Linked DNA regions of Mus musculus: region 1 is linked to region 2. Evidence: chromatin contacts called from public Hi-C data. All regions are on one chromosome and are shown on one strand. Each heading gives the region's core, a stretch centred on a gene start, on an enhancer-like site or on the middle of the called end of the contact. The rest is flanking DNA. Distances are from core to core; before and after follow the strand shown.

The links. A called contact is a pair of places that touch in the nucleus more often than the background predicts.
Region 1: a Hi-C map of cortical neurons shows a contact between it and region 2, with 1.9 times the contacts expected there. The contact joins the enhancer-like site here to the promoter of AI593442 in region 2. A contact is called at or near these places in 2 of 39 promoter capture datasets (macrophages and pre-B cells), 1 of 484 Hi-C or Micro-C datasets (cortical neurons), 1 of 115 datasets of contacts at active chromatin or transcription factors (embryonic stem cells) and 2 of 9 other capture datasets (adipose tissue and liver).

Annotation. Positions count from the first base shown.
Region 1 is chr9:52,718,133-52,721,492 of GRCm38.p6, reverse strand. All of the region lies in intron 2 of Gm1715 (predicted gene 1715), which reads right to left. Among named protein-coding and RNA genes, the nearest start is that of Gm1715, 40 kb to the right of the region's middle. Within about 2 kb of position 1,747, at least 7 of the 459 cell types and tissues checked have an H3K27ac peak or open chromatin away from gene starts, as enhancers often do. A contact at or near this core is called in cortical neurons, where this site is marked.
Region 2 is chr9:52,678,513-52,681,636 of GRCm38.p6, reverse strand. It overlaps AI593442 (expressed sequence AI593442), which reads left to right and starts at 1,857. Exons shown (of 2, transcript NM_001286641.1): 1 at 1,857-2,054; 2 at 3,120-3,124. It overlaps Gm1715 (predicted gene 1715), which reads right to left and starts at 1,774. Exons shown (of 5, transcript NR_045333.1): 1 at 1,566-1,774.

The DNA of each region.
Region 1 (3,360 bases), core at 498-2,997, 40 kb before region 2:
CATCACTGAAACCTCCCTCCGCCCCCCATAGAAGATTTTTCTCTGTTGTTCTGGCTGTCCTGAAACTGACTGGCCTCAAACTCTAGATAGAGTTCCTCCAGCTTCTGTCTCCCAAGTGCTGAGATTAAAGGCCTGTGCCACCAGACCTGGCATCAGTGACTCTTTTCAGTACTGGCAATAAATCTGACTTTTATTATATCAGGGTGTAAACAATCAGCAGATTTTGAGAAAGAGATCATTAATTCTTCAATCTATCTGGCTTCTCATTAGGAATTCTTGTTAGACCACCTCTGATCCCTATATCAAAGGTGTTTCCATAACTGGGACCCTCATGAATTCATAGTTGGGACAAGATGTGTTATCTGCCTTTTCCACAGTCTATGAAGAAATTGGCATGGGGCAGCTCATTTGATAAAAGAATGACGTGATGGTGATATAAAGCTATCTAGGTCATAAGTCATGTGCTTGGGGTCACATGGAGTGGCCCAGAATTAGAGAACAAGAAACTAAAAGTTTGGGACAATATATAAGAAATAAAAAAGAGCTTCAAGCCTAAATGACATCAAAGGTAGTTCTGCTTGTAAAGACTCATCAGAATTCCTTTTCTGGGAAATGCTAAATGAATGCAGACTTTATAAAGTCTTCTCACTGGCAATGAAATGCTATTCCATTGTTTTACTTCTTTGAGGGGAGATGCATAGAGAGGAGATGGAGATTGGAACAGACCAACATGGAGGCCCTATTCTTCTGAGGTCGGAACCCTATTAGTCCAGGGTTCGGACCTCAGAGGAGCCAAGCTGGCATTTTGAGAAGAAGCAGATAGACAGGTAGAAATCTGGGAGGCTGAGGCAATAACTCGATTGGTAAAAATAATTGATGCACAAGCATGAGGACTTGCATATGATCACCAGAACTGAGGGAAAAGGCCAAGCATGCTAGCATGTGTTTGCAATCCCACCCCTGGGGGTGTGGAGATATGAAAAGCCCAGGAACTCACTGGCCAGCCCGCCTAATACACAGGTGATTTCCAGGCCAGTGAGAGATCCTGTGTGTATAAGCAGGGTGGACAGCTCCTGAGGAACAGTATCCATGGTTGTCCTCTGGCCTCCACAGGTCCATCCACATAAGCAGCCTCTGGCCGGGGAAGGTGCATGGTGCAAGGACTCATCTTTCATCACCTTTGCCCCACAGCAGTATCTCAATCCCATCTTTTGTGCTGAAGGAACTTGTTCCTGATTCATTTTTGATTTGCTGTCTGGACTCTTGTCTAATGCTTTCTTTTGCTCGGTGTGTGTGTGTGTGTGTGTGTGTGTGTGTGTGTGTGTGTGTGTATGTATGTATACACTTAGCATCATTACATAAATTATTCATATAGTCTTTCTCTGCCTTCCCAGTTACTATTCATGCTCTCCTTGAGCTGCTTATAAATCCCAGAAATAACGGGACCATAGTATAGGAAGACAGACTGCAAGAGGGTCATCTTATCACTAAACTGGAATACACATATATACAACAAGTAAACGAATTTTATTGCTGCAAGATGCCACTGAATCCAGTTAAGCAACCAGCCAATTTGACTCGTGTTGGGGGTGGTGGTGACATGAGTTGGAAATCAATCAATTAAACCAGTTGGCTTAAATTGACTGGTCATTTCAGTCCCAAACACTTTGTACTGGGTAGATACAGCCTTAGAGAGCTTCTGAAATACAGTTCCCATAGCAACTGTACAAAAGTGGTAATAAGAAGCAGTGCATGTAGAATTTATTTTATCTCCTTTGCCTGACTTCCTTTAGTCCCATCTCATATTCCCCTCGGCTCTGGCCATCTGGGCATGCTCTTTTTTTCTTAGCAGTTTTTTTTTCCTCTTGGAGAGAGCTCCATTTAAAATGCTCTTTCTTACTTGGCTCTGACAGGCAGATTGAGATTGTCATCCACAACAGTGAGCGTCAGTCCTTTGAGTGTCTAGTGAAATCCTCTCTCACTTGGCCTTGTCCTGCCTTAATTTCCAGGGTTCCTGTGCTATAGGATTAGAGAGTTTATTTCGAGAGGGATTAAGATTTTTAGCCTCAACACCTGTTCTAGGTGGCTTCTCCCAGGATGGGGCTCATCATTTTACACACTGCTGCTCCCGCTACTCCAACAACCTCAAAGGAAGAGATGCAAGCTCAGTGCTTCACCTTCCTACTCCCCATCACCTTTCTTATCCCCAGCAATGAGGGGATTCGGAACAGCCTGTGTTTGAGCACTTTACAGAGTGATGTGATTCAGCCTTCTCTATTGATCTGTATCTTGACACAAATGGTCATCTTCTGATTCCCTACAATGTCTTCATTAGCACCTCGCTGAACTTCCTTCTTTAAATGGGTATGTGGCAGAGCAGAGCAGGCTGCCTCAGCCAGGCCCATTTTATGACTTATGGAAGAACTTATTTACCTGTCTTTATAAGAATTACCTCAGTGCTATTTCTGACACTCGTGTAAGGGGTGGTTCTGAATCACATGAGTAGCTACTGTCTCGCTTAACTATTCCTCCTAGGCTGGATGTCACATTTGTATGCTTTAATATTCAAAGTCTTCTGAAACTTCATCCTAGTTTTCTTTGAAATTTATGCCCAAACAAGAAAGCCACAAGAACCTTCTTCTTCATCTAGGCATAGTGGCACCTGCCTTTAATCCTAGGATTTGGAAAGTAGAGGCAAGAGGACCAGGATTTCAAGGTCCTCCTTGACTACATAGAGGTTTGGGGTCAGCCTGGGCTACATGATGACATTTTTTTTTCTTAGAAATAATCTTCTGCGAAAATGATTTGTTCAGTGGACCTTCAAAGCACTTTGCCATTTATAGTTGCCTGCTGTTGCTCATGTCATGCCTTTAGGCATGTCAAAGTCTTCCCCTTTACTCATCATTTAAATTCATAGCTCATATTAAAGCTAACTTTGAACATATTGGCATGTATATTAGGTAGCCCTTGGTTGTGTTTATATTGGTGTGTGGCTGCTGTCTAATAAACCAGTACCAAAGTCAGTGGCTTAATACAGTACACTTTATTCTTATCCCTGAGGGTCTGCTGAACTAGTCATTTATTAATTACAGTGCTAGAGACTGAACCCAGGGCTGAAGTCATGGTGGAATAGCACCCAGTACCCTATCATTGAGCTATATCCCAGCTCAAGGGTCCATATTAATAAGTGGACTTGATTGATCTAAAATGGGTTCAGCTGGGCTGATCTGCTTCATGGTAAGAGGCAAGTAGGGCTGAGTCCAGTTTGAAGGGGGCACAGTCACTTGGGGAATGTTCTCTTGCCCAGCCACAGAAGTAGAAAACAAAACACAATAATCAAAACCAACAAGCCAAGTACAT
Region 2 (3,124 bases), core at 608-3,107:
GTTGATGAGACTCTGCTGAGAGTGTCCACAAAAGAGCCACTGCCTGTCTGGTATCCACAGTGAAGTCTCACAGGTCACAGTGAAGCAAGCAAGCAACGACTCACCACTCTCTGAGGTCAGTGAATCCAGAGTCACTCGATGTGGAGGGTGGCTTTAACAGGCATCAGGCCCTCTACTTCTGGGAAGGAACACTTATGCAAATATCTAGGTCATTGGCCATCCTTTACTGTGTGACTTTGGCAGTCAAAGGGCATCAGTCTGTGGTCTGAAGCAACTGTGCATTGTTCAGCCTGTACTGAACTGTTATCTTAAGTGGAATTCTTTTTCTTATTGATACATATGAAGATGGAACTGATACTTCCCTTCTCTTTGTAGTGCTGTGAATAGAACCCAAGGCCTTTGGCATCTTACACAAGTGCTTTAACATTGTGCTGCTCCCCAGGCCCCAGATGATTTGTGCTCAAATAAACGAAAGCAGAGATGGGGTGGGGGAAGAATATGGAGTGCCATGCATTTATGGCGTGAGCAGGAGGAAAATGAGAATTTGGAGTAGGGGTAGATGGGTACATAGGGTCAGAAGGAGAAATCTTTTTTTCTTCATATCTGACCTCACTTCCTGACTGTAGCTGATAGGAGTGAGTAAGTGGCAGCTAGTATTCCCCTTAGCTTTCCTTCATGATGTATAGCATGAAGAGGAGGCAGGAACACACACTCCACGACTGACCAACTCGGTGAGAAAATGTTGCACACTTTCTAGACTCAAAGACAGGAGGTAAACAAGACAGGAGAGAAGAAAGAAAAAAGCAAAACAAAACACGGTTTTAATAAGTTATCTCAGTGCCCTAAAGACCATACTCTGTTTAGTTAGTGTTCCAAGCAAGCGTTCCCAATCACTCACATAAAGCAAAGCATACTCTATTTTGAAGATGGTTACTATAATAGAATACACTATTTCTGTTTCTGAAAGGATCCCAAACTAGTCGTTCACTGGTCTCTATAAGATTTTTTTGCAGGCTGCTAAGAGCCTTTTTAGGAGATGTAAACATTTAACTGAAAAAGCAAATGTATCAAGAATCAAGCACGTTGACAAAAAATTAGAATCAACGAAGGGACATTTTTTTAGCAGTACACACAATGTTGAGAATTTTTACGGGTCATTGGTTCCTGCACTTCTCTTTGTAATTTCCCCTTCCCACCCTTCAAGCCCATGTATGCTTTGTGTCTTCAGAATGTGGGATCCTCGAAAAAAAAAGGGGTGTTCAATACACCGAATGGATCCTGGGCCTGAAGATGAGCGTGCGGGGGAAGAAATCAAAAAGCAGATGGGATGACATACTTTGGAGACTGGTGGAGAGATGCAGTCTTTGATGCATATTTAGGTTCCTGATTCTGATTCTGTCACAGTTGTGTTGACAAATGTCCTTGCCATCTCCCTAGTATAAGCAGTTTATGCTTAGAACCAGAGGCAGAAAAATAGGATTGGGGAGTAGCAGGGACTCTGATCAGTCAACAGGAAAAAAAAGTGTACCCCCAGGGGAGAAGATTCTCCTGGAGCAAAACTGTACCTGGAGACCGGTTGAGGTTGAAGCATAGAGCAATGGAAGAACTGAAGCCTGCTTCTTCCTAGGCAAAGGAGTGCTTGTGCTGAATGAAGGTGGGTTGCTGGCAGGGTGGAGGTGGGGATGGGGGTGGGTTTGCTCCTCCCAGCCCCAAAGCTGGGGAACAGCAGGAAACTGGGAATGGTGTTGGAGAGGCTGTTATGCCAGGACAAGGTGTTGGGTATGAGGGTGGGTGGGGGCCTGAGGGGTGGCTTGGAGCCCTGGCGGTGGCTGCCTGACGTCACCGGCCTCTCTGGCAATAGGCTAAGAGCTGAGCTCCCCATAGCAGCAGCAGCAGCAGCAGCAAAGGCAGCGGCGGCGGCGGCGGCGGCGGCGGTGGCGGCGGCGAGGGTGGCAGCAGCAGCGCGGCTCTGTCTCTGGTCCCAGCGCTCCGTGCCTTCTGCAGCCGCCACTGCAGCCAAGGGCTCCTTCTCTGCAACTGGCTGGTCCTTCCAGGTAAGAGACAGTGGTCAGGATGAAGGCTTCCATGGCCAGGGGCCCCAGTGGCAGGATGAGGGCGGGTAAGACCACTCCCGCGGCCTGCGCAGGCACCTCTGGACAGAGCTTCAGCCCCCGCCCCTTCCCTGGTGGAGGCTAGCGCTTTGCCTTGCTGCTCCGCAGTGCAACAGTTTGCACCTGCCTTTTGGGAGAGGCAAGGGAGCTGTGCTGCCTGCCGCGGGTCCTCCGGCTTGGTCCTCTGCCACAGCCTCTGGGCCCTGGGGCCAGGGCCCGGGGAAGGCTGGAGACAAGGTCGGTTCCCCAAACTTTGCAAGCGGGAACCCTTCCCCTTTCAGTTCCTGCTCTGGAAGAAAGAAAAAGGATTTTGGATACTGTCAAGTGGGAGGCTCAGGGAGATGAGGGGTGGGGGGCGCTTGGGAGGATGTGCCTCCGCTGAGAAGGGTGTTTCAGCTGCTTTTGATAGGGAGAAAGGGGGAGGAAGGTAGCAAGGAAGAAGGCTGGAGAAAGGTCGAGTATGATCCTGTGTGCCAGATCCAGCGGGTCAGCTGCGGCTAGGGACAGAGGCAGTGGGGTGTATCCCCTTGGGACGGGGACCTTGGGGGTCTGAACGTCCAGGCTGGAAGTGTTTGGAGAGGGAGGGATGGGGAAGGAGGACTGCGTACAGGGAGCCTGCTTGGAGTGCGTGCTGGCGAGATTGGATCCTGAGAGGAGGTCCACAGGACACAGAGAAGAGGGCAGTTGGCTTTCTGGGAAGTAGAGAAAGCCGCTGTGGCGGCCGCTGTTGGTGGCAATTAGAAAGTTGTGCAGGGGGCAGGGCAGCTGCCTTCTCTGCTGAGTAACCAGTGTCTCCGCGGTGCGGTACGGACGCCAGACCCCATCTGAGCCAGCGGAGCATCTAGCGCGGCTCTCCTGGGCTGCCAGGAGCGGTAGGGTTGGGTTGGTGGGTTGTGGAGATGACAGAGTCCATTTGAGGGCCGCTTGACAGTGGTGTCAGATCCCTCTCTTTCTCTGCACTCGCCTTGGCTGTGGCCGGGACCCTAACTAATCCTGTTTTCTTTGCAGCACTG